Linked DNA regions of Mus musculus: regions 1, 2, 4, 5, 6 and 7 are each linked to region 3. The links are chromatin contacts, called in public ChIA-PET, HiChIP or PLAC-seq and promoter capture Hi-C maps. All regions are on one chromosome and are shown on one strand. Each heading gives the region's core, a stretch centred on a gene start, on an enhancer-like site or on the middle of the called end of the contact. The rest is flanking DNA. Distances are from core to core; before and after follow the strand shown. Region 1 holds the start of Slc37a4 (solute carrier family 37 (glucose-6-phosphate transporter), member 4). Region 2 holds the start of Dpagt1 (dolichyl-phosphate (UDP-N-acetylglucosamine) acetylglucosaminephosphotransferase 1 (GlcNAc-1-P transferase)). Region 3 holds the start of Cd3d (CD3 antigen, delta polypeptide). Region 4 holds the start of Upk2 (uroplakin 2). Region 5 holds the start of Hyou1 (hypoxia up-regulated 1). Region 6 holds the start of Hinfp (histone H4 transcription factor). Region 7 holds the start of Ccdc84 (coiled-coil domain containing 84).

Evidence for each region. ChIA-PET counts read pairs in DNA pulled down with a chosen protein or histone mark. HiChIP or PLAC-seq counts read pairs in DNA pulled down with a chosen protein or histone mark. Capture Hi-C pulls out chosen DNA fragments and counts their contacts.
Region 1: an H3K4me3 HiChIP or PLAC-seq map of the SCID.adh cell line shows a contact between it and region 3, with 9 read pairs. The contact joins the promoter of Slc37a4 here to the promoter of Cd3d in region 3. A contact is called at or near these places in 2 of 115 datasets of contacts at active chromatin or transcription factors (the SCID.adh cell line and effector CD8 T cells).
Region 2: an H3K27ac HiChIP or PLAC-seq map of thymic regulatory T cells shows a contact between it and region 3, with 6 times the contacts expected there. The contact joins the promoter of Dpagt1 here to the promoter of Cd3d in region 3. A contact is called at or near these places in 2 of 115 datasets of contacts at active chromatin or transcription factors (memory CD8 T cells and thymic regulatory T cells) and 1 of 9 other capture datasets (adipose tissue).
Region 4: a promoter capture Hi-C map of pancreatic islet shows a contact between it and region 3. The contact joins the promoter of Upk2 here to the promoter of Cd3d in region 3. A contact is called at or near these places in 5 of 39 promoter capture datasets (hippocampal neurons, liver, pre-B cells and 1 more), 1 of 484 Hi-C or Micro-C datasets (cardiomyocytes), 1 of 115 datasets of contacts at active chromatin or transcription factors (the SCID.adh cell line) and 1 of 9 other capture datasets (pancreatic islet).
Region 5: an RNA polymerase II ChIA-PET map of memory CD8 T cells shows a contact between it and region 3, with 110 read pairs. The contact joins the promoter of Hyou1 here to the promoter of Cd3d in region 3. A contact is called at or near these places in 4 of 115 datasets of contacts at active chromatin or transcription factors (bone marrow-derived macrophages, effector CD8 T cells, memory CD8 T cells and 1 more).
Region 6: an H3K27ac HiChIP or PLAC-seq map of regulatory T cell precursor shows a contact between it and region 3, with 5 times the contacts expected there. The contact joins the promoter of Hinfp here to the promoter of Cd3d in region 3. A contact is called at or near these places in 1 of 39 promoter capture datasets (liver), 1 of 484 Hi-C or Micro-C datasets (CD8 T cells) and 1 of 115 datasets of contacts at active chromatin or transcription factors (regulatory T cell precursor).
Region 7: an H3K27ac HiChIP or PLAC-seq map of thymic regulatory T cells shows a contact between it and region 3, with 4 times the contacts expected there. The contact joins the promoter of Ccdc84 here to the promoter of Cd3d in region 3. A contact is called at or near these places in 2 of 39 promoter capture datasets (the 3T3-L1 cell line and hippocampal neurons) and 4 of 115 datasets of contacts at active chromatin or transcription factors (the SCID.adh cell line, effector CD8 T cells, memory CD8 T cells and 1 more).

What each region holds. Positions count from the first base shown.
Region 1 is chr9:44,397,021-44,400,560 of GRCm38.p6, forward strand. Slc37a4 (solute carrier family 37 (glucose-6-phosphate transporter), member 4) reads left to right here and starts at 1,334. Exons shown (of 8, transcript NM_008063.3): 1 at 1,334-1,601; 2 at 2,229-2,461; 3 at 2,775-3,018; 4 at 3,469-3,540. The coding sequence starts at 1,454. Mir7085 (microRNA 7085) reads left to right here and starts at 3,403; the gene lies at 3,403-3,468.
Region 2 is chr9:44,325,126-44,328,599 of GRCm38.p6, forward strand. Dpagt1 (dolichyl-phosphate (UDP-N-acetylglucosamine) acetylglucosaminephosphotransferase 1 (GlcNAc-1-P transferase)) reads left to right here and starts at 1,690. Exons shown (of 9, transcript NM_007875.3): 1 at 1,690-2,080; 2 at 2,427-2,547; 3 at 2,828-3,041. The coding sequence starts at 1,914.
Region 3 is chr9:44,979,957-44,983,556 of GRCm38.p6, forward strand. It overlaps Cd3d (CD3 antigen, delta polypeptide), which reads left to right and starts at 1,830. Exons shown (of 5, transcript NM_013487.3): 1 at 1,830-1,984. The coding sequence starts at 1,930. It overlaps Cd3g (CD3 antigen, gamma polypeptide), which reads right to left and starts at 475. Exons shown (of 7, transcript NM_009850.2): 1 at 310-475. The coding sequence starts at 364.
Region 4 is chr9:44,453,130-44,456,706 of GRCm38.p6, forward strand. Upk2 (uroplakin 2) reads right to left here and starts at 1,638. Exons shown (of 5, transcript NM_009476.2): 1 at 1,502-1,638; 2 at 933-1,064; 3 at 666-804; 4 at 354-424. The coding sequence starts at 1,577.
Region 5 is chr9:44,377,241-44,380,793 of GRCm38.p6, forward strand. Hyou1 (hypoxia up-regulated 1) reads left to right here and starts at 2,250. Exons shown (of 26, transcript NM_021395.4): 1 at 2,250-2,355; 2 at 3,273-3,370. The coding sequence starts at 3,280.
Region 6 is chr9:44,303,926-44,307,721 of GRCm38.p6, forward strand. It overlaps Hinfp (histone H4 transcription factor), which reads right to left and starts at 1,746. Exons shown (of 10, transcript NM_172162.3): 1 at 1,691-1,746.
Region 7 is chr9:44,416,539-44,420,051 of GRCm38.p6, forward strand. Ccdc84 (coiled-coil domain containing 84) reads right to left here and starts at 1,531. Exons shown (of 11, transcript NM_201372.4): 1 at 1,331-1,531; 2 at 1,095-1,258; 3 at 573-671. The coding sequence starts at 1,450.

The DNA of each region.
Region 1 (3,540 bases), core at 84-2,583, 580 kb before region 3:
AGTGAGGGCGGGACTAGAGGGCAAGTCTGGGACCTTGGGGCTCCCCTGACTTCCGACTACGCCGGAGGCTGTCCGGGTGACTGCCCTTCCGGGATGGCGACAGTTCCACGGCCCAGGGACAGCGCTCTTGCAGATGCGGTGCCCTCGTGGCTGCAGCGCACAGTCTCCGCAGCTCTCTTGCTCCTGTCCCCAGGACCCGCAGTTCCCAGCCAGGAGTCGGGTGTCCCGGGTGGCTTGAGGACACGGGGTGCTCGGCAGGTGGCAAGCGGCGCCGCCTGCCCATCCTGACTGGCAGAGCCTAGGCTGCCAGAGCGAGGGGCCTCCCGAGGCTACGTGCGGCTTCTCTCGCCTACGCCTTGTGCTCCAGCGGCTGTGCAGCGGAGCAGAAAGCTGCGGTGGCGTGCTTCGGGGACCCACAGCCCCGCAGTACGGACCCCCTACTGATGTCGCAGGGTAATAGGGATCCAGAGGCAGTTCCAAGGGGGTCTCATCCAGACCTAAGCCCTAGGCGCGCCTTCTGCGTGTCATTGCAGGGTGAACTGAGGGGCTTGTCCCCCCGTTTAATTTTGCAACTACTGCAGTTATCTCGCTCCTTACCTACTGTTGTTCCTTGCACATTTCAGTGACAGAGGCCAGCCTTAGTGGAAAAAGGAGAATGGGAAATTCCAGAAATAAACGATAGGCTTTAAGAAACTTTTACTATGGTGCCTCATTGTGTTTTACTATTTACTTACTAGGTCTAATTTATGTATCTACCTTTTATCACTGTGTGTATAAGGAAAGTGTATGCGCTGTTCCCTACCACCATGAGGAGTTCAAGAAATATATCCCCCAATGAAGGGGATACCTATTAGGAAACTGTACTCCATTGTGTGCTAAGCATTTGGTGAAGGCTCAGCAGTGGGTGTGGGGTTGTTTTTAAGGTATGTGGTTGATTGAATGAACCTGGGGGGTAGGAACCGATCTAGTGCCTTTCACAATGTCCGGCAGCCTGGCACCGCAAAGGAACCTGAGAGAATGAGAAAGTTCATTGACCAAGGGAGTAGGGCTATACTGAGAGCTTGCTCTGCTCATCCTACCCGAGCCTCCCCTGGGCTTGTGCAGACAAAAGTAATTAGGCTGAGCCTTTAATCACAGCTGGCTTCACAGGCAAGAAGACTTGGGAAAGGAGGGAAGGGCAAGCAGTCCTGGGGACCCTCTCCTCCCCCGGTTTGGCTCTCAGTAACCTGTTTTCTTGTCTCTCTCAGGACACTGGGTTCCCTGGTTGCTGCCCCAGGCTTAATGATTGTCCAGAAGGCGGCTATAAAGAGCCTGGGTGGAGGAGAGAGAAAGCGCACAGAAAAACACAGCTCAGCAGATCCAGGCACTAAAGAGAGCTAGCTGCAAGCAGGAGCAGTCAAGAATCTGTGGTCAGAAGTACTGGAGTGGGCCAGCAGGGCCAGCTTTTTCTACCATGGCAGCCCAAGGCTACGGCTACTATCGCACTGTCATATTTGCGGCCATGTTTGGAGGCTACAGCCTGTACTATTTCAACCGCAAAACCTTCTCCTTTGTCATGCCCTCCTTGGTGGATGAGATCGCTCTGGACAAGGACGATTTGGGTAAGCCATGGAAGGGCAGGGTGGTGGGCTGTGGGATACACCATTTGGAGTATGGTTTGTCCAAGCATGGGGGGTTTCAAGCTTGTATCAGGTGGAGAGGCTGAGCTCCATGTGCCTGGGTGTGGGTGTACATGTGAAACCAGTGCTTAGCCGGTGTATATGCCTGGCACCCACACGTGCCCAGGAGGTGCTACTGGGAGCGGGTAGCAAGGTTTTCACACCTGTTCGTGCATGCTGCACCTGCAGGTCACGGTGAACACTGGGAGAGTAGCACCATGATTTGATGTGTCCTGCGTGCTACCTGCCAGGGGGAATAAGATCTTTGACTCTAGAGTCCTTCGCATTCAGACGTGTTTGGGCTTTTGGCGAGCATTCAGAGTGAGGTGGGAACTGCATATTCCAGGGGTAAAGAAAGAAAGAAATCCAAGAGGCTGAGAAGGTCCAAGTCAGCCTGGGCCTGTGATGCACGGCTCAGCAGGCAGGAGAGTGTCAAATCCGGGAAGGAACCTGTCTCACCCTGCCAGGCACCTGTACACACCTGACCCCTTACCTTCCTCCGCCCCTCCTGTGCCTCTGCCCTGTCCCTAACCCCTCAGGTGTCCTGCTCCCTGCTCCCCTTCGCTGCAGGGCTCATCACAAGCAGCCAGTCGGCAGCCTACGCCATCAGCAAGTTTGTGAGCGGGGTTCTGTCAGATCAGATGAGCGCCCGCTGGCTCTTCTCCTCTGGGCTGCTCCTGGTTGGTCTGGTCAACGTAGTCTTCTCATGGAGCTCCACAGTGTCAGCCTTTGCTGCTCTTTGGTTTCTTAATGGTCTGGCACAGGGGCTGGGCTGGCCCCCCTGTGGGAAGATCCTGAGGAAGGTGAGTGCATCTGATGAGCCTGAGGGGGAGGGCACCCAGTGGGCACTTGGGAGCACCTCTTCTTACACAACCCTTCCACCCCTAACCCATAGCAGGTTCCTTAGGAGTTCCCTGCCAGCTCCTGCTGCTGTTGGGATATTTTAGGAGCCTGAGGGTGGTGGGATCGGGTGGCAGACGAGGGACTGGGCTCCGCCAAGTAGAAGCACTCTTCCCTCATCCCTGTAATGTGAGTGTCTAGGTCTGCCACACTCGAGCTGCTCCTTCTGTGTGGCCTCTAAGCCAGGCACCTATTCTGTTCCCCTCTGCCTCACAGTGGTTTGAGCCATCCCAGTTTGGCACTTGGTGGGCTGTGTTGTCAACCAGCATGAACCTGGCTGGAAGTTTGGGACCTATCTTGGCAACGATCCTCGCCCAGAGCTACAGCTGGCGCAGCACACTGGCCCTGTCTGGGGCACTGTGTGTGGTTGTCTCCTTCTTCTGTCTGCTGCTTATCCACAATGAACCTGCTGATGTTGGACTCCGAAATCTGGACCCTGCCCCCTCCAAGGGCAAAAAGGGTAAGCCTCTATCAAGCTGACTCCTAGAGCACCTTCCTTTGCCCCTGGCTCCGCACGATTTTGTTAGGACTAGCCTTTGCCTTGCCCTGTGCTTGCCACTGGATGTAGGCGAAGGAATGGTAATGGAGATTGGGTGGGAGAAGTAAAGATTCTATCCTGAAATCAGCCAGCGCATCCTGAGCCTTCTCTGACAGCACAGATCTCTCCATTCTGGGTAACCCCCTAAGTTTAAGCAGTTTGGGTGCCTTCTTCCACCTGCACCGTCCTCATTTCCTTTCATTTGCATCGAGGTAGGGGAGAGGGAAGCAGGGCTTTGAGGGGGTGCCCCACATCAATCCTGGTGGTGCTCACAGCCTGTTCTGGCAGCTGGCTAATGAACGGTGGTGGTGCAGTGGGGGCAGGCCAGCAGGAGCAGAGCCCAAGTCCTAGCTGGCCTCTCCCCACCTTCAGGCTCATCAAAGGAGGAGAGCACCCTACAGGATCTGCTGCTGTCCCCCTATCTCTGGGTGCTGTCCACTGGCT
Region 2 (3,474 bases), core at 440-2,939, 650 kb before region 3:
CTCTTTTTTTTTTTTTTACTCACTCATCATGCATGATGATGCCTGGTACACAGGTCTCTTTGTGTCCTATGCCTCAGGGGACACCAGAGGAGAGGAAAACATTTGCCTCCCTGATGTTGGCTTGCATGTGTTACACATACAAGAAAAACAAAACTTACTATACTATCCAGTAAAGTGTATTTGGGACATAGATGGGGCTTTTAATGTTAATAAGAGCCATCTCCAAGTTGAATGGACATTGAATACCTGACTTTCAGAAAAAGGAACCTAAGAAGTTCTTCTTCTTCTTCTTCTTTTTTTTTTTTTTTTTTTTTTTTTTTTTGGTTTTTCGAGACAGGGTTTCTCTGTGTAGCCCTGGCTGTCCTGGAACTCACTCTGTAGACCAGGCTGGCCTTGAACTCAGAAATCCACCTGCCTCTGCCTCCCAAGTGCTGGGATTAAAGGCGTGGGCCACCACCACCCGGCTTTTTTTTTTTTTTTTTTAGATTTATTATATGTAAGTACACTGTAGCTGTCTTCAGACACACCAGAGGAGGGCGTCAGATCTCATTACGGATGGTTGTGAGCCACCATGTGGTTGCTGGGATTTGAACTCAGGACCTTCGGAAGAGCAGACTTAACCACTGAGCCTACTCTCCAGCCCTTAAGAAATTCTTTGACCTAAGTAGTGTCAACTTCACCCTGATTCTAGGAGTATGCTGTAATTCAAAAGGGGATGGACAAAACGCCATGTTATTGTCAACTCCCTAACTCTCTGTGGTGGATTCCTCTCTGAGGAAAACATTTGCCACCTAAGGGATCAATATTCCAGTGAACTGCTGTACTACTAGCGTGTACAGGTGTCAAAAGGCAAGTAAGTGACTGGGAGGAAGAAACTTGACTGGGAGGAAACCCACAAGCTCACTGGAGGTATGGACAAGCTCTCCTGCCTCGTTAGTTATTTGCAATGCGTCGGTTTCTGTCTATTTGGAAAGCGTTGGCACAGTGCTGTGATCCAACATCAAGTTTTAATCCCTGCTTTAATCGAAGACCTGAAAGCTCAAACAGTTTCCTCCTGGCGAAATGCAGCGGTAGGTTGCCCAGCAACAAACTGCTATAGTGGAGGCAGAAGGTGGGTGGGTTGTGGGAAAAGTACCTGGATCATGAACAAGAAAAAGGGCGGGAGGGGCTTTTCGAGTGTCTGAGCTTCCCAGGTTTTAAAAACCCTCCAGATTGTTCCTGAGTTTCTGGAACCAGTGTTTACGTCGGCAACAGTTTTCCTGCAAAGAGCGGGTGTGCTTCCACACTCTCATTCTTCCTGACCACGGCCAGCTCTCAGTAGCCATATTTCCAGCCCCAGGGCATCCCAGACTAAGCTCAGGCTGCTAGCCCTTTAAACCCGACCTGCGAGGGAGACGACGTGGAACCACAGAACTAGCGGTGTCAGCCACGTGGTACGAGGAAGCGTTCATGTTGGAACTGGGCAAAGCCTATTTCCACTCTGAGCTGCACAATATGATTGTTTCGAGAGTATCCACGTTCTTGTATTTTCTTCAGTTGAGTTTTCAAAAACGCTAATGGTACCACTCCTTTAGAACTAAAGCTTTGTTTAAAATAACACTACCGGTCCGGCTACAGTGCCCGTTTTAAAAATGGTGCTTCGGTCTTCAGCAGCGATAGTTCTTTCGCAATTAAGATCCGGGTGGAAACAATGGGTAGGTGCAGCGGGGCAGAGCCGAGGTTGCTTCCTAAGAGCTTCTTGCTGGTCAGGAGGGAGGGTCAGGTCCTAGCGTCCTAGCTGGGTTTTGTTCCCGCTGGCGCCGGAATCCTCTGCGGGTTGGGAGCCGCACTGCCGGCTGCCGAGGCCACGGGATTGTTCCTGGCTTACCAGTTAGCTGAGTAGGCGGCGGGGCGGCGGCCACCGGAGGGTCACCATGTGGGCCTTCCCGGAGTTGCCCCTGCCGCTGCCGCTGCTGGTGAATTTGATCGGCTCGCTGTTGGGATTCGTGGCTACAGTCACCCTCATCCCTGCCTTCCGTAGCCACTTTATCGCCGCGCGCCTCTGTGGCCAGGACCTCAACAAGCTCAGCCAGCAGCAGATGTGAGTAACCGCACGCGAGTGTCCTGGGTTGGGGGGGGGGGGGGCAGGATTGTGCAGAACAGGGGCAAGGACTGAGATGCTTGGCTTTGCACTAGCCGGAAAGCTAACCTAGGCACCCAGAACTCTGGGAGGTCATTAAAGTTGTCTATCCTTGGGAAGGACGGAATGGAACTGTTGGGTGTCAGGAGTTGTAGAGGGGTAGGTATCCTTTGCCCTGTGCACGCTCTCCCTACTCCCCAACAAACAAAATCCTGAGAAGGCCACTTTGGTTTACTGGGACCCCTACTATTGTGAGTGACCACGCCCCTTTCTTCTTCCTCCTCCACCCTTTCCCGCTGGGCCGCAGCCCAGAGTCCCAGGGAGTGATCAGCGGTGCTGTTTTCCTTATCATCCTCTTCTGCTTCATCCCTTTCCCCTTCCTGAACTGCTTCGTGGAGGAGCAGTGTAAGGCATTCCCCCACCATGAAGTAAGTGCACCAGTGGGGAAGTTATTAGCGGGCTGGCTGGGGCCGGGCACTTGAGTTGGGGTTATTTGGATTTGGGAAAAGGATGCTTGTGGCCACAACCATAGAGACAGGAATTCTTGGACTGGTGATATAGCTCGGTGGTAGAGCGCTTTCTCAGTATGTGAGTATGTGCAAGGACCCGGCGTTCAATCACCAACTCCGAAAAAAAAAATGGAAAAGACAGGAATTCTTGACAGAGTAGAAGTAGGTGTGAGTCATTACGTGCCCACTTCTCCCCCAGTTTGTGGCCCTAATAGGTGCCCTCCTTGCCATCTGCTGCATGATCTTCCTGGGGTTTGCTGATGATGTCCTCAATCTCCGCTGGCGCCACAAGCTGCTGCTGCCCACAGCTGCCTCACTACCTCTCCTCATGGTCTACTTCACAAACTTTGGCAATACAACCATCGTGGTGCCCAAGCCCTTCCGCTGGATTCTGGGCCTGCATTTGGACTTGGGTGAGTAACCTTGCCACTACTGCCCCTGTGGCACCTACTTTCTGGTACCCTTGCCTCTGAGGTCCCAATAGAGGACCCCTCCTGGTGGTCCATATCCCCATCAACCATTTCTTTTCTGTCCTTGTATCTACTTTCTCTCTTTTCCCTCCTTCTTCCCTATCTCTTATTTCCTTCCTGTTTCAAGGAAGTCATGCTTGCACTAAGACTTATTATCAAAGCTTTTCCTGTCTCTGTTTTGTATTTAAAACAAAAACAAAAACAAAAAAACAAAACAGGGTCATAGGGCTGATGAGATGGCTTAGCGGGTAAGAGCACTGACTGCTCTTCCGAAGGTTTGGAGTTCAAATCCCAGCAATCACATGGTGGCTCACAACCACCTGTAATGAGATCTGACACCATCTTCTGGTGTGTCTGAAGACAGCTACAGTGTACT
Region 3 (3,600 bases), core at 580-3,079:
ACTGAACTCTTGCATAGCAAACTCATGCCTGAGCCGTTACTCCAGCTGCACCAGCTCTTTTCAGATGCTTTCAAGCCTAAGATGGCGGCAATGAAATCCTCTCTCCAGCCAGTTTAGCCCTCTGGACCCGTGGTTCTTCCCAGCACAGAGCTGGTGGAGGCTTCACTTTTGCCTCTCCTTCTTTGAATTCTAAGATGACAGGTGACGATAGCTCAAGGTTGGTAAGGATTCCAATAACTCTGCCTCCCTGCTCACAGCTTCTTCTCATGAGCCTTCCCAGTGTGGTCAGAGACTCAAGTAAACTCTTACCTTGAAGAAGAGAGATCACCAGGAAGAGGCCAGCCAGACCCTTCCTCTGCTCCATGTCAGTCTCTTTGCTTCTCCAGTAGAAGTATTGAGAGTCCCTTAGCCACCCAGCCACCCAGCCACCCAGACAGCCTGTGCAGCAGCTGGCCTGGCTCCACCCAGCATGCATTGAGCTGGGACTCTGAGTAGAGGCAATACCAGGTGTCTCCGCCCTCTCCTGTAGAGTGTGGGCAGCAGGGGCCCCAGCAGGGGTGTTGATGCTCTGACTTATCTCGTTTTCTCTTTTGTTGTTGTTAAGGCTTGCAGGATAGCAGGTGGCAGGGGATGAGGTTCTAGATTCCCACTTGGAAACCCCTTTACCACTAGAACCTCTATGCGCAATAGGTTGAAGACTCCACTGAGCCTTTTTCTCGATGACAGTGATGAATGTTCCTGCCTGTTCTTCTGGCTAGGTCTGGACTTGTTTGTCACTTGATCCCAGAACTCATGGGTTTAGGCAGAACTTTTCCATGTATGAGACTGGAGTTCTGAATGGAAAAGCATCTTAGAGTAGACCTTCCTTAAGAGATTTTTGACACTGTTCTTTTGAGAACATCTAAGTGGTACCCACCTAGAAGAGAACATCCCAACGGGACAACTAGCTTATTTCTTGGTGTATGACCCTGGGCTAGTTCCAGGGTCTCAGGCTATTGTCTCCTTTAGCCAGTCAATGCATAACAGAAATTCACAGAATTCCTATGTGATTCCAGGCACAAAGGATAATTTTGTCCCCAGACAGATGACCTTCTGATTATAGCAGTGTGGAAAGTTAGATCCCCACAGCACATGGTAGAAAAGTCTATTGTCTCCTGGGGAGGATCGATTCTACAAATGAGTGGATTGATTATATTGTTAAGAAGACTCTCATACTGAGATGGCTTAATGTGGCTGGCATGATGCAAACACTCCTCCCCCAATCCTTAGAGTGATGCTGAGGGAGACAAGCTCTGAGACACTCCATGCATGGGTACTATGTGCTGGACCTAGGATTCCGATGTCTGGATGAGGGCTTCTCAAGTCCATCTTCCCACTGGCTAGAAGCAGCTTGATGTGGTGTCCCAGAGTGTCCTGTGAAGGGTCCTGAGACTGATCAGAAACAAGAGGATCTGCTAATGTGGCTTGTGTAATAGTTTCTCTCAGTGGATCTAAAGAGGTGGCACTTCCTTGTTTGTGAGTAAATGTAGTTGTATTGTTCATAGGAAGCCCAAAATCTTCTTTGTTTGTTACCAGTGACTATTGCTATTTGTTTTTTGTTACCAGGAAAGGCTATTCTAAATTCCCTTACACTTCCTAGAATTCTGAACAAACTTTCCTCATAGTCTCTGCTTTGTATCAATCATCCCAAAATCTTTGCTTCAGAAAGAGCAGTTTGCACCTGTTTGTGTTTTACCCCACACCTAGCCCACTGTTGCTTTGACAGTCTTACACCATCAAAGGCAGAAGGTAGAGAGGCAGATTTCTTCTAGTTCCTCCCCCACTCTTCCTTTTTCTGAATACCCATGAGTCTGTTGGCGGAGGATAGTGCTAACCCTGGCTGATCATCCTGTGGCTTGCCTCTATTTGTTGCATGATTCCCTCTGGAAGATGGAACACAGCGGGATTCTGGCTAGTCTGATACTGATTGCTGTTCTCCCCCAAGGTAAGGGAGGCCTCTTCAGCTGTGTGGAGGATGGACCCGTGAGGGGCATTGTCACTGGGAGAAGTCCACTGGATAGTGCATCTCGTTTACCAAGCTGGGGAAGATAAAAGGGCAAGGCTAGGGCATAGGAAACAAGCATTCGGCTTTGACCTGCTCTAGTCAAGGCTCACATTGGTCGTGATGGTGTCCCCAAACTCCTTGGACCAGACATTTGTAGGAAATGGTTCCATATTGTATGTCCCTAGGCCTAAAACTAGTAATGAAGTTATACCCATTGCATCGTCTAAGGCAAATGGCCTCTTGGAGTAGGATTCTTGGTCATGTGACCACCCGGAGCCACGGCTCGGCTCAGAATTTAGAAGCGATCTTTAAGAGAAAAGTTAGCTTTAGCTGAATGGGAAGGACAGGCAGAGGGTATGTTATATTAAAGTCTGTAAGTCCTAAGTGCCAACTCTTTCTCAGTTTGTTTGCTTTTAAAACAGAAAAGCAGGCTGGGTAGATAACACGGGGGTAGGACTCAAGGAGTGCAAAAAACCCAAACCAAACAAACTCCAAAATAACACTGCGAAGCTCACATCTCAGAGCTCAGCCGTCCCAGGAAAACTGGGTCAAATGGTTACTCTAAGAGCTGTCCTGGCCACCAGAGATTTCTACTGGACGTAACTCCAAAGAAGACGGGACTTTAAGAGGAGAAGAATTACATACACCTCTCTTCTCCAGCATGCTCATATATGTTCCTGCTTCAGAGGCAGGGGCAGCCATTTTGGAGTTTTCTGGAGGGTGCTCTTTTGTTCAGATCAGTAACTAAGTAATGAAGCTCAGAGACACACAGACTCCAGGGAAGGCTGGCTGTAGACATAAGGCATGGCAGTGCCCTCTGGGCTGGGAAGGCTCACTGTGCCCACAGCCTTTCACCTCTCCCACCAGACTTGATGTACTTAGAGCCTCAGGAGCAGATTTGATACATATTGGTGGCCCTTTCTCCTTAAGCAAGCATGGCAAAGACAGTAAAAATTATAGGGGCACAGGAGGGACAGGAACCGCTCAACCCAGAAACTAGCTAGGGTTTGAGAATTTCAGCACAATTAATGTTCTCTGTATAAGTTGTCTACAAGCTGCTCTTTTCTGATACGGGTATTTTACTATGCTGCTATTTAAAATAGCAACAAGTCAGGCTTAAGGCTGGACTGTGTATGACCTTGGGCAGGGCCTCATTCCTCTCTAGAACATTCTCTAAGAGCCTCATAAATACGACTACTTTCTTTGTTTGCTGTGAAGAGCTCCTGCATCTGGCATACCCAACTCTAAACATTTGTTCCATCCATTGTAATTCTGTTTGATGCCCATACTATTCTGTGAACTCATTTAGGTTTCTTAACAACTCTGGGGACAAGAACTTCAAGACCCACCCAAGCAGTGTATTCAGCTGTTGTAAAGTAGATAGATGGTGCATCTCTTTCTGGGAAGCCATCCTGGAGTGTCTTTCTTAACACTCATGCTTAAAATCTACTTTAAAATATCCTTGTATTAATATAATATAAATATATTAAGATAAACCCGGTTCATCTTAAAGTTTTCTGTTCAAGGAGATTGGGTTTTACTTGAGTTAAGTTTCC
Region 4 (3,577 bases), core at 388-2,887, 530 kb before region 3:
AACCTCTGTGAGTTGAAGGGGTTCCTAGGTAGCTCCTGTGGTTCACAGCTTAGCCCAGCCATCCAAGTAGCCGCCAGCATCAGTTCAACTGGTCATCCAGCCAACCAGTCAAGCAAACATAGACCCCCCTCACAGCAACACTTAGGAGCCACCAAGGAGGACATCATCCCTCTGCACAAGGAACCTCTAGTGCAGAGATGATTGAACAGGACAGGAGGTGGCCATACCAAATACTGGGGGGTTGGGGCGGGGGAGAGAGAGCGACTGAGCGCTCAGAAAACAGTTTATCTAACTTGCTCTAGGAGAAAAAAGTCGGAGCTTAGGGAAGTGTGAGAGACGGGCATTTTACTTACGAGGAAGCGTGGACATGGGAGTCTCTGGACTGGACTCGGTGGATGTCCCCTTCTGTACTCGGTAGGATATGCTTTAGAGGCAGGAGTTGAGAGAAAGCAGAGATTGTACGTATCTGGCACTCGGGAGGAGGGGTTCCAGCCTCCACCTTCTAGCTATGTGTCCCATCTGGGCCCTCCTGGGGTCCAGGTTCACATTTCCTACCCTTTAGCTGTGCCCTCTCTAACTCATGCTTCCTGGCACTTCCCCACCCTCACGGGACCTCCACTTCCCTTTTTTGCATCCCACCTCCACAGGTGTCCATCGGTACCTACTAGTATTTGGTTCCTGGTGTTAGGTTTGTCACCTGATATGCGCTGAGCCTTGTGACGGTGTAGCCAGACCCACTGTCCACCACGCTCACAAGCTCCCTGCGCCCGCGACATGGAGGCACCACAAAGTCTGACTTAACCACTGAGGGGAAATAGGAGTGAAAGGCAAGATCAGATTTCTAGCAGTCCACTCTTGTAGAACGGGCAGCTCTTGGGTATCGTTAAGAGGGGTTACGACGAGTAGAATAAATGGGTACAAGGGAGGTCTACCTTTGCTGTCGTTGGCTCTCCGGACCATCAATGTGGCATTACCTCCCGTGAGGTGACATGGGGGCAAGGCAATTAACAGGCTTTCTGTTAGCGCCGGAGACAGCAGACCAGAGAGGCTTGAGATGTTGAAGTCTGTTAGGGAGCCGAGAGGGAACTCAGGAGTTAGCCCCCTCTTAACTCAGAGCTGGCGGGGTGGGTGGGTGGTCATTGCTAAGGGTGCAGAGACAGAAGAGGAGCGTGTGGATCTGACCACCAGATGGCAGGCTTGAGCTGCAGATGGTGGGTACGCCGCGCTGTTTGGGAGCCAGACTAGACCATGGCACCCAGACTAGACCATGGCACCCAGTCAGTCCCCAGTCTCGCCCAACTCACACAAACCTTGGACACTTACCCAAATTTCTTGACTCCTGGATCTGGAAGAAGCCCAGGAATTTGTCACCTGATCCCTACCACTAGTAACTCTCAACCCCAACCAGCTAGACCAACATTCTGTCCTTGAGAGCCCTGGGGAGACAATGCTCCCTGTCTAGCGCTCTGAAACCCTCCTCGCTCCCACCAGCAATAGAGACCTGCAGTCCCCGGAGCCAGGACAGCCAGCAGAATCAGGATCAGGGGCAAGGTCTGGACAGGCAGTGTGGATGCCATACTGCGCTGGGAACTGGATCCTGGAACAGGTGCTGACAGGCTGGGGTTTCCTGGGGCCAATGAGGCCCTGCCCCAGGATAGCTGATTTTGTCTCGGAGTGGGAGGGGCTGCTGGGAATCCAGTCCAACTTGCCCCTTGGGCACTGTAGCCTCAGGGAGGGGCCCCAGACAGGTTTTTCAGGCTGGGGAGCTGGCCCTCGGGCCTAAAGGGGGATGCTCTGGCTGGGTCCTGGCAGCTTAGTTAGCTGCAGGGGAGTATGGCTCTTTCTGGAACTCCCGCGACTGAAGGACAGAGTTCCTCTGTCTGAGTGTCTGCCTCCTGGACTGTAGAGGGTGCTGTCTCCAAGGAGGTAGGCGTTTTCCTAGGAGAGCCATGAGTTCTAAAATTGCCCTGGTGTGTAGGTGTAGGAAAAGCCCCAAGGGTTGAAAGGGCTTTGGCTAGTAAGGATGGGAGAGGAGGGGGTTGGTTAGGTAGGGTGGGGATAGCAGAGCCTGAGATCCAATTCTAGTATTTAACTGAGGCCTAAGAAACTGCGACTCTGGGAGAAGCGGAGGGTATCAGTGTGAGCCTTCAGATTTCTCCAGAAGGTGGAGACAAGGGAAGTTAGTGAAGGCTTCCAGGTAAACGCAGGTCCAGTCCAGCAAGGCTAGTGGGCAGTGGAGTAGATACAAACAGACTTGGACAGCAAGCGGTTGTGCAACGGGTAGCGAGTAAAGCAGGAAAACCTTAGGAAACAAGACCAGGGGCTGGGCGATGGTGGCGAATGCCTTTAATCCCAGCACTTGGGAGGAAGGTGGATTTCTGAGTTTGAGGCCAGCCTGGTCTACAGAGTGAGTTCCAGGACAGCTAGGGCTACAAAGAGAAACCTTATGTTAAAAAAAAAAAAAAAAAAAAGCAAAAACAAAAACAAAGCAAAAAGTAGCAACAACAAAACCCTTCAAGACAAAAACAATCCTGTAACCAGGAGCAGAGGAGGTGGAGGGCTGGGGTGTGGCTCAGCGGTGGACTGTGTGCAGGTCGCTCTGGGGTTCGATGCCTGGGACAACAGTTGGGGAAGAAACACCATCAGCAGCCACAGCTCCTCTGGTTCTCTCCTGCCCCAGGCTAACTGGGAGAACTGATGGAGGTTCTCCAGCCATGGACGAGTGACGTGGCCCCACTCAGTCACCTCTCCTCTAGACGCTGGCCAGGGGGCTCTGCATGCCCTCCTGAAAGGCACTGCTTTTTATAGATGCAGAACCTGAGACTCAGGTTGTCACTGCAAAGTGGCTGCAGGGGTGTGGGTGTCTCAGCTAGGTGAACTCGATAGGACCTGAGCTCAGACCGTCAGGGTCTGCTCCAGGAACCACCCATTTTCCCCAACCCCAGAGAAAGGTCCTAGTGGAAAAGTGGGGGCCACTGAAGGGCTGATGGGGTTCTGTCCTTTCCCCCATGCTGGGTGGACTTAAAGTCTGCAATGTGTGTAGGGGGTAGAAGACAACAGAACCTGGGGGCTCCGGCTGGGAGCAGGAGGAACTCTCACCAGACGATCTCCAAATTTACTGTGCAATGGACGATCAGGAAACTGGTTCAGATGTAGCTTCTGATACAGTGGGTCTGAGGTAAAACCCGAAACTTAATTTCTTTCAAAAATTTAAAGTTGCATTTATTATTTTATATGTGTGCCCATATGTGTGCCACAGTGTCTATGTGGAGGTCAGAGGGCAAGTTGTGGGCATTGGCTCTCTCCTTTCATAATGTGGCTTCTGGGGACCAAAATGTCAGGCATGGTGGCAAGAGCTTTTACCTGTTGAGCCATCTCATGGTTTCGTAAAACTTCCTATGACGCTTACAGGTAACGCAGAGACACAGACTCACATTTGGAGTTAGCAGATGCTGTATTGGTGTAAACACTCATACACAGACACACACACATACTCATACACACACACACACACTTATCCACATGCACACACATACTCGTATACACACAGACACACACACATGCACTCTCACATTCA
Region 5 (3,553 bases), core at 1,000-3,499, 600 kb before region 3:
AAGAGCACTGACTGCTCTTCCAGAGGTCCTGAGTTCAAATCCCAGCAACCACATGGTGGCTCACAACCATCTGTAACAAGATCTGGTACCCTCTTCTGGAGTGTCTGAAGACAACTACAGTGTATTTACATATAATAAATAAATAATTTAAAGAATTAAAAAAAAAAAAAAAACACAGCTGGACATGGTGACATGCATCTTTAGTCCCAGCATTCCAGAGGCAGAGGCAGGCAGATCTTTGAATTTAAGGCCAGCCTGGTCTACAGAGAAAATTCCAAGACAGCCAGAGCTACACAGAGAAACACCAAAGAAAAACAATACAACAACTAACGACTTAAAGGAACAGGAGGGGCTGGAGAGATGGCTCAGTGGTTAAGAGCCCTGACTGCTCGTTCCAGAGGTCCTGAGTTCAATTCCCAGCAACCACATGGTGGCTCACAACCATCTGATGACCTCTTCTGGTGTGTCTGAAGGCAGCTACAGTGTACTCATATAAATGAATGAATGAATAAAAAAATATTTTTAAAAAAGGAACAGGAGAGGGGGGAAAGGAGGAGGGGAAGTGAGAGGGAGAGAGGGAGAGAAAAGGGGAGTGCACTAGAGAGATGTTGGGTGTCCTGCACAAGCCTGAGTACCTGAGTTCAGAGGAAAATATTCGCATTTTAAAAGGCCCTATGCACTTGTAATCACAGTGCTGTTGAGGTTGGAGTAGGGAAACTCACTGGGGCTTGGTGGGCACCAGCCTAGCTCCATGTTTCATGAGAGACCCTGTCTAAAAAAATAAATAAGGCAGAAATTGATAGAGCAGGACATCTAATGTTCTTTTCTGGACTCAGCACACACACACAAACACAAATGCCATATGTGTGTACAGCACACACAAAATGAAAAAAGCGAAACTCAACAGAATCGACAACTTACACATCTATCACTGGCAGATAAAGCCCACATTATGCACTGTTGTACACAATGTTGTACAGTAGTAACGAGGGAAATCCCACTGACACAGAAAATTCTTAGTTGAAAAATAGCAAATAATTGCTTTTTTTGTTATTGTTCGAAAAATGTTACTTTTCTAGAAAGAGATATGTGTATCATAATGAGCAGGAAGTTACATATCATGCTACAGATAAGAGTGGGAGGTTGTGTCAGGGGACTTACTTTTATTTATAAATCTTTTCTCTGGGTAGCAGTGTGTGTGTTTGGTTGGTTTCGTTTTTGAGACAGAGTTTCTCTGGGTAGCCTTGGTTGTTTGTTGTGGAACTTGCTCCGTAGACCAGGATGGCCTCAAGCAGGTAGAGATCTGCTTGCCTCTGCCTCCCAAGTGCTAAGATTAAGGCCACCACCACCAGTCCGTTCCTAATCTTTACATCACATGAATACTCATTTTTTAAAAAAAGATTTATTTATTATTATATGTAAGTACACTGTCTTTAGACACACTAGAAGAGGGAGGGCATCATATCTCATTATGGGTGGTTGTGAGCCACCCACCATGTGATTGCTGGGAATTGAACTCCGTACCTTTGGAAGAGCAGTCAGTGCTCTTACCCACTGAGCCATTTCACCAGCCCGAATACTCATTTCTTTTCTTAATTTTTGAACGGTGTTGTTGATGGAATCCAGAGCCTTAACTACGCCAGACAAGAGCTGTATCTCTGAGCTATTTTCCCAGCCCTGAACCATTCCTAAGAAGAAACAATGACGGTACCAAAGGTCAAGCCAATTAAAGTCTTATTTTTTAGTTTGCAATATCGTCTCTCGTACTATTGGGGTTCAGAGTTAAAGCCAATCCGTCACAAACACGGTTTATCTCCGGCCCATCAGCGAACATCATTCTTGTGGCTTAGGTTTTTCAATGAACCCATAAAGTTGGAGTGGTCCCCTGTTATCTTGCCCAAGTCCAGGGCACACGCATGCGCCTCTTCCGCGTCGCCGCAGCGAATGCAGCTCAGTATGATTCCGTCGCGCGGATGCCCCAGGTAACCGGAAGAAGGCCAAGGACTTCGCAATCCACGAGAGCACCTGCTCCCACGCGGGGTTCCGCTAGGGTTCCGCATCGAAGCGTCCGGCACCGATGCTGGCAGAAGTCCCGCGAGGAGTAACCCGGCCGCGAACCGTGACGTGGCCCAATCCGCAGCCAGCTCTGGCAGTTTCGTCCCAACCGGTACTCAGGCCCAGCTGCGTCCTCGAGGGGCGGGGCCGCAGAGGGGCGGGTCTTCTACGTGGACCAATGGGGTCTCGCGCCGGGTCTCGTGGGCGGTGCTAAGTGCGCGGCGCAGGGCCGAGCGGCAGGGGCGCCAATGAGCGTGCGCCGCGTCCGGGGCCGGCTGGTGCGCGAGACGCCGCTGAGAGGTTGGTGGCCACTGTAACAGTTTGCAAACGAAGGGGAGTTGTGAAGGGCCCGGGGTTGGGGTCGTGCTGCTGGCCGTGTGGGTACGTCCTCGCCGCCTTGATCCCGGAGCGAAGGACACAGGAGCTGAAGGCCAGAGGGAGCGGGGGTGAGGATGGAGCAGCCGTCGGGCCGCGGCTCCTAGGGGAGGCAGCGTGCTAGCTTCGGGGGCGGGCCGGTAGCCGGAGCGAGGGCCGCACGGACACCGGTCCCTTCGGTCCTGAAGTTCAGGCGCTGAGCTGCCCCCTCGCGCTCAGGGTGGGCCTGAATCCATTTCTGGGAGTGGGATCTTCCACCTTCGTCAGGTGAGGTTTAGGTGAACATCCACCCGGCTTGTAACCTTAGCCTGCACAACGTCTGCGTAGGCAGCGTGGCCCAGGAGTGGGATGGGCAAGGAGGGTGGGCTGGACAATGCTCAGGGAATTCAGAGAAGGGGACAAACCCTTCTGTGCCAGCCATCCCCAACGTCATCACCTTCCAGTTCCTGCCCAAGCTCAACCTGGCTTTCCCGGCCACCCGGGAACCCCAGGTGTGAGGTATTTGAGCCGATTTCGAGGGTCCTGGCCAAGCTCCAGGTGTCTGACAGGTACAGTGCTGTGGTGTGCCGATTGCTTACCTGTACGTAGACCGAAAAAAGGTCAACTCTTATTTGTCTAAGTAAGTGGTGGAGGGCCCTTTTGCTTCGGCCCGAATGTGAGACACTTGGGAGGATGTTTAAAATGATTGAAACTCCTCAGGAAGGAAGAGAAGAGGTCGAGCTGCTGTGCTTTTTTGCCAAAGTGCAACAGATAAGAATCTTTGAGCTTGTCTGTTCTGGGATGTGGTTCTGTTTCCTTCTTCATTCAGCATCCAGTTACAAGTGTTTTTCCTTTCCCATTAGGGTCACAATGGCAGCCACAGTAAGAAGGCAGAGGCCAAGGAGGCTACTCTGTTGGGCCTTGGTGGCTGTCCTCTTGGCAGACCTGTTGGCACTGAGCGGTATGTACCTGGCTAAGGTGTTAAAGAAGAATGGAAGGATAAGAGGGCACAAGGTGCCTACTCGAGTTTGGGGTTGCTGGATCTAGCCTTTTTCTTTGTCTTTGCCATGGAAAGCAGGCTGCTTCCATTGATTTGCCTTAGGAAGGCAGGAGGGTGTGGGAAGCAGAGAACTGACAGAGAAAC
Region 6 (3,796 bases), core at 496-2,995, 680 kb before region 3:
GCAAGCTATGTAGACCACGCTGGCCTTGACCCATCCATCTCTGCTTTTCAAATGCTAGGATTAAATGCCTGTGCCACCACTCCCAGCCATTGGACTCTTTGCTTTTTTAATGTGGGCTCTGCAGATCAAACCAAGGGCCTCCCGAGGTTTGTGAAGCAAGTACTTTACTGAGCCACCTCTAGCCTCATATTAAGCATTTTATTTGCATCATGTTATTAGTAACACTATGAGGCAGGCATCATTTAAACCTCATTTATAGATAAGCTGAAGCTGAGCCCAAAGTTCATATTCTTATTTCATATAGCCTACATGACCCTGAAGCATTCTACTCCTTACTGGATTACGTTAAATTTTCCGTCAGGCATTCAATACCATAATTTGTCTTTGCTTTGCCCACACAATACTAGATCCCACTACTCCTTTAACGTTAAAATGTAGATTCCATTTGACTGAAGGAGCCCTGTTTACACTCCAGTGTCTATACTTTACTAAACATTTTTAAGAATATAATAAGCTGGGCGTGGTGGTGCACGCCTTTAATCCCAGCACTCGGGAGGCAGAGGCAGGCGGATTTCTGAGTTTAAGGCTAGCCTGGTCTACAAAGTGAGTTCCAGGACAGCCAGGGCTACACAGACAAACCCTGTCTCTAAAAACAAAACAAAACAAAAGTATATAATAAGTATGTAGTTTAAAAGAACGAGAACAAAGTGAAAGGTTGATGCAAAATTTCTAGGAGGGACATTAAAGGGACAATTCTGCAGAAGTGAGATGGCTCAGTGGGGGAAAGCAGCTCTTGTCACACTAGCCTGACAACCTGAATATGACCCCAGGAACCCCACCACCACCATTCACTCACATATGCTCACACCACTAATCAAGTGGTGGGGAACAGGGTGGCGTTGCCAGTCTTTGAGACAGGATCTCTTGAGAATTTCAGGACAGCCAGAGCCACAAAGTTAAGATGGTCTCACAAAAAAGAAAGCCACCACGGACATCACATTATGTCTAAGGGTGTATCTGTCTGAAGAGGAAGTCAGAAGGATGGAGAAGGAAAATAAAACGAAACTCCTTAGTTTTGTGATCTTAAATTACTTAAGCCATATGGGCCTAATGCACTACTGAGGCTCACTAAGGGTTTGCTACATCTAGCCTTGTTTCTGAGTGTTAATTAGGGGATGGAGAAGCATCCAACCCCCCCAGGATCCTTACCTGACATTTCATCACTAGTCAAAGTACAAAACCATCCCATCAACAATTATCAGGAGAGTATATACTCTATCGCCAGGCACCAATGAACTCTGAGCCACAATCCAGAAGAAAGGCCCAGGTCCTAAACAAGGACTCACAGACCAGGATCTGACGGCTGAACCCCGCAACCAATCCAAGGCGCAGGACCAGGGAGATCGGGACACGAAAAGGCCGGTGGGCAGCCTCGCCTGGGCGCTGAGGCCGGAGGATAGGTAGCTAGAACTCAGAGGAAGTAGCCCATCCGGGAGAGCTTCCCGGGATCCCCGGCGTCAAGCGTGGTGCCGAGGGAGTCCAGCCGCAGAGACCCCCTAGCCCGAGGGCGCGGAGGCTAAGGGCCGGCACGGACGCCACACCGAGCGGCTCCAGGAAGCCCGGCCTTCCGCAGGCTCCGGAGAGAGCCGCTTTAGCCGCCAAGGTACGGGAGCCGCAAGCCTCCACTCACCTGCCAGCGCCGCTGGTTTGCCCAGCGCCCCACCCACCTCACACCATCTACCCCGAGGCGTTTGAGCGACGACCAGCGACAGCCAATCGCCGCTCTCGAGTCGACCGACAGCCAATGGCCGCTGCGTCTGTCAGAGCCCGTGCGCACCAAAACACGGAAGAGGCGGGAATCGTCCCGGAGAGGGCTCCGAGTCCCAAGGGGGAGAGTGAGGGACGACCGGATGTGGCTGAAGTTCGCGTCACCTTCAAAAGTGGGTTGGGCCTGCTCCCGACTGTGCGCAGGCGGGAAGCTTTGAGGCTTGAATTCCCACTACTGCGCAAACTCGCGCCGACCACCCACTGGGCATGCGCCTAGTTTGGCCGGCCTTGTCTGTCATCTTCCTCACGGTGTTTGTAGTTCGGTTAGTTGTCTAGGTAGTTCGCCTACACTGGGGCACCACCTTCATCTTTGATTTTCTTAAGTCTTCTCTGTTTTATGTACCGTACCCCAGGTTGACCTTGGACTCACAGAGACCCACCTGCCTAAGTGCGCCACCTCACCAAGTTTAAGGGATACTGGGGGATTCATTCAAGGGTTTCTGCTTGCTAGACAAATGCTCTACCAACAGACACACACACACCAGCCCCGGAGTCTACTTTTTTTTTTTTTCTTTTTTCTTTTTTTTTTTTTTTTTTTGGTTTTTTCGAGACAGGGTTTCTCTGTGTAGCCCTGGCTGTCCTGGAACTCAGAAATCTGCCTGCCTCTGCCTCCCAAGTGCTGGGATTAAAGGCGTGCACCACCACGCCCGGCCGAAGTCTACTTTCTTTAACACGTGATCATCCATATTCCTCTATCTTCACTTCCATTCTGTTCGACGAATGACACCCATTCCAGAACTCCACACTCATTTAACATGCCCCAGTGCTTAATTTCTCTACAAGACATCCTTCACAGAGCCCAGCAAAGTGATCTTTAACAAAACCAGACTCGATCAAGTCAGAATTCTGTGTAAAATATTCAAAGGCGTTCTGTTGCCTTCAGTACAATGGCCCCAAACCAAATGGAGAATTTCCAAACGCCAGCATCTGGGTGCTGCCTACCTCAAATCCTATCTTGCGTCTTGGACCTCATTTCCTGCACCTCAGACACAAATTTCAGTTTCCCCACCACACTGTGCCTCCTTTTACTTCCCATGTGTCCACTTGTTTTCCCCTGAAAGTCTCCCCTTCCCACTTCCCATTACGTAACTAGCCATTCTTGTGTTTTCAATGGAGACGGTCCTTTGCCTGAGAATTGACTCTTCTTATTATGATATATTGTATTTGTGCTTACTACTGTGCAGTCTACACTACCCAGTGAGAAAGACCAGTTGCGCCTATTTCTTCGTTTTTATAAACCAGTCACAGTCACACAATCCAGTGAAGGAAATTCAGAATTTAAAATTGCCATGCTCAAGCCAGGCGTGGTAGTGCATGCCTTTAATCCCAGCACTCGAGGGGCAGAGGCAGTCGGATTTCTGAGTTCGAGGCCAGCCTGGTCTATAAAGTGAGTTCCAGGACAGCCAGGGCTACACAGAGAAACCCTGTCTCGAAAAAAAAAAAAATGCCATGTGCGGCGGCACATAATTTCACTCCTAGCACTCCAGAGGAAGCGGCAGGTGGACCTCTGAGTTTAAGGCCAATCTGGTTTACATAGTGAGTCCTGGACCACCCAAGGTTAGACAGGGAGAGAGACCTCCCCTCCGAAAACAAAATACAGCCAACCACCACAATGAGCTTGGTGTGGTGACACATACACACTTGTACTCCCAGGGGAGGGGCAGGGGAAGGGGAGGCAGGAAGGAGGATCATAAAACCTGAGGGCAGTTTCCGGGAGCTGGTACTATATAGTAGGTGACAAGACAGCCTGGGCTAGAGACACTTCCTCAAAAATCATTTTGTCTGTGTCCTATGTAAATAAAAGTTTAGAGACAACATAAAAATAGGTCAAGTTGAGCCAGGTGTTCACAGGCCTGTAAACCCAAATCTGCTGCAGCTGTGGAGGCAGAAAGATCCTACAGGCAATGTCTCGAGAAAGAGAATGTAGCTGTGGTCATGATACCTCACTTCTATAATCCTGTGTAGGCCT
Region 7 (3,513 bases), core at 281-2,780, 560 kb before region 3:
CTGCTGGACTTTGCAATACATTTACTTATTTTTGGTGTTCTGAAACATAACCACATGTGCTGGCCTGGACCTTAACCTGGTTCAGCTGGGTACTAGAGCTATAAATGGTCACCAACACACTGGAGTTGAGTTTCCCCAATTAGTTCTTGTTTTGAGATAAGGTTCTGTCTGTAGCCTCAACTGGCTTTGGCTGCTCAAGGATCCATTCTTTGCTTCCCTAGTCCTGGGGTTACATATGTGGACCATCACACTCCCTCAGAACTCCCCAATTTAAAGAAGCTCTCGTGGGGCTGGTGAGATGGCTCACCCGACTGCTCTTCCGAAGGTCCGGAGTTCAAATCCCAGCAACCACATGTTGGCTCACAACCATCCGTAACGAGATCTGACTCCCTCTTCTGGAGTGTCTGAAGACAGCTACAGTGTACTTACATATAATAAATAAATAAATAAATAAATCTAAAAAAAAAAAAAAAAAAAAAAAAGAATGGCATAAAAAAAACCACTTTAAAAAAAAAAAAAAGAAGCTCTTGTGCCTGACAAAGACCTGGATAACTCACGAACACGTAACTCACCGTGCATAATCCTGGGGGGAGATCAGAAACTTCTCTTTCATCTGGGCATTGGCCTTGTTCTCCCACCAGAATTTGTTGGTGGCTTTCTTGTGCTCTGGGCTGAGAATGGAGAGAAAGAGTAATCGTAGCTAGTCATTAAGAGAGTAAAACTGTACCGAATGTCAGAGCACTAGGTAAGTAATGCAGATTGGCCATTGGGTTGCTTCTGTGGGCTTGGCAGAGAGAAGAGGATTGTTTATACCAACCTCTTCAAGACCTCTATCTTGGGACTCCTTTCTTCCAATAAAGTGTGTGGTGGTGGTGAGAGGAGAGCAACCTGGCTTTTCTAGAAAGATCACCCACACCACTGGGACCGTGGAAGGGCTAAGATCCACTAAACTCCACGGTTGGCCAGGTAGTTCAGTCCATAACCCAACTAAGTCACAAAGTCGACCTTCCTTCTCCCCAATTTCAACTTCCCATGCCACACGTGTGTACAACTCTCTGTCTGTACGGGGGAGGTGGGTGTTTTCCAGTTGTCACCTGGCCAGATGTTCCAGCAGACCCCCGTGTAGCACTGTCAGGTTGCCATGGCTCAGGTGTTTTCGCACTTCGCAGCCACAGCACGGGCACCAACAGCACCGATCGTGCTCGGGGACATAGCGCTCCACCTGGGCGGCGCGGACGGCCCGGCGGGCGGCCTCCACCTGCAGGACAGAAGCCAGCTAGGACCCTGAAACCAGCCCACATTCCTGGCCTCCCCAGCCCCGGGTCCGCACCTGCGGTAGAAGCCGCTCCAGAGCCCCCTTCAACTGCCGCTGGTGCTTGTGGCTGTAGACGTGACCGCGACCACAGAAGAAAGTTTGCCGACACAGAGGACATCGCTGCGGTGGCGCCATAGACCCAGGACCCGGGAACACCCACACAGCGGCGGCTCGTCACCACCCACTGACCCCTGACCCTTCCGGGCCGGACGGGGCGGGGCGACCTAGGAGCTCCCGGTTCCCCTAGAGGCAGTAGGCGCTATTGCAATCCGTTCTGCGGCTGCGCGGAATATTCACTCCGGGCCCCCACCTCCCACGCACCCGCAGAAAACCCGGCAGCTTGTGAAAGAACGAGAAAGAATGCACGCCAGTTAGGACCTCAGATCGCACACTTTCAGGCGTTGACAAAGACCCAGTTTAGCGTAACAACGCAGAACTGGTAATTTCAGGGCGCACACTGTGACCCCGTGCTTTGTGCTAATGACCTCACCGAATCCTCACGTCGATGCTTTGTGGTGTGAGATTATTGGCATTTTACACATGGGAAAAAAAAAATCTACTCCTGAAGAAATGAGGACCTCTGAGGAAAGCTAGAGAGGTGTATTAAGCAGCCCCTCCAGCTTCCCTGAGACCTGCAGGGGTCTAAGTCACTGTGATATTCTTTTTTTTTTTTTGGTTTTTCGAGGAAGGGTCCTGGAGCTCACTTTGTAGACCAGTCTGGCCTCGAAATCAGAAATCCGCCTGGCTCTGCCTCCCAAGTGCTGGGGTTAAAGGCGTGTGCCACCACTGCCCGGCAGACTGTGATATTCTTAATTTTCAAAGGTGTTCTGCACAAGAATATTCTCTGTAAGTCATTTCTCCGAGCATTGGCTGGGAAATCTAATTCTGAAAACTTGAATGGTTACAGTGAATCATGCTCTATCGCCATTACAAGAATAATGTCATACGCCGCCCAGGTCAGACCCAATATGTTTTTCCCCATTTGTTCCAAAGTTGCTCAAAGCAGTCTGCTCCCAAGGTCTCTGCAATTAAGCTTACTTGATAGTATTTTCCTGCCAGTCTCCTCTACCAAATGCTCATTTCCCACCTGAACTTGGCTTGTGTGAAACAAAACCCAGCATCTTTACAATTAAGTTCCTTGAGTGGCCAGGTTTCCAGCGCCTGCATATACAGGTAGTCAAGCCCCACCCGGCAGGAAGGAAAAAAAAATCCTGTATTAGGCTTCAAAATCCTACCAATCCCTGAGTTTGTCCCAAAAAAATCAGACTATAGAATTCCACCAATCACTGAGTTTACCCTAAAAACATGCCACAGAATTCCACCAATCACTGAGCTTGCTCCTAGAGCAGGTCACAAAATTCCACCAATCCAGGAGTTTGCCCAAGATCAGACCATAAAATCCCACCAATCAAAAACTACCCTGGAAAGTGCCCCGCCAATCCCATTCTATATTATGCTTGCCTCGTATGTGGTTCCTTGCTGCTTTTTGCCTGGGTAGAGACGATCTTTTTCTTGTATCTTTCCCAATGCATCTCTTGTGTGAGGCGGTACTTTGTAGGATCCCTAGGCTCCCGACGACTGAACTTGGATCTTCGCAACAGCAGGTGCTCTTCACCACTGAACCATCTGTCCGGCATGAGTGTGCTCTCATTCTCTCCCTCCCCTTTTACCAAGATTTTGCACCTGAGCTAGCCTCTTACCTCACAAAGATCCTCCCGCTTCAGCCTCTGAGTGCTGCAGTTCTAAATGTAAGCAACAATGCTCAGGTTTTTGTAGTTTTTAATTGTTATTTTATGTATATGTGTGCTACATGAAAGCTTAGTGCCCTTGGAGGGCACAAGAGGGCATCAATTCTCCTGGAACTGTAATTACACACTGAGTGATAAGTTTTTCTCCACCAAAGAAATAAGCCAGTTCACACCGGGCGTGGTGGCGCACACCTTTAGTCCAAGCACTCGGGAGGCAGAGGCAGGCGGATTTCTGAGTCTACAAAGTGAGTTCCAGGACAGCCAGGGCTATACAGAGAAATCCTGTCTCAGAAAAAAAAAAAAAAAAAAAAAAAAAAAAAAGCCAGTTCAGCAAAATTAAGAGTAAAAAGGCAGGTTTATTTGGGGACAGGCCCCTTAATGACTTCACCAGTCACAGGGCTCGAAACACCAGAAGAGGTTGGAGGCAGATTATGGTGTGGGCGCCGATTG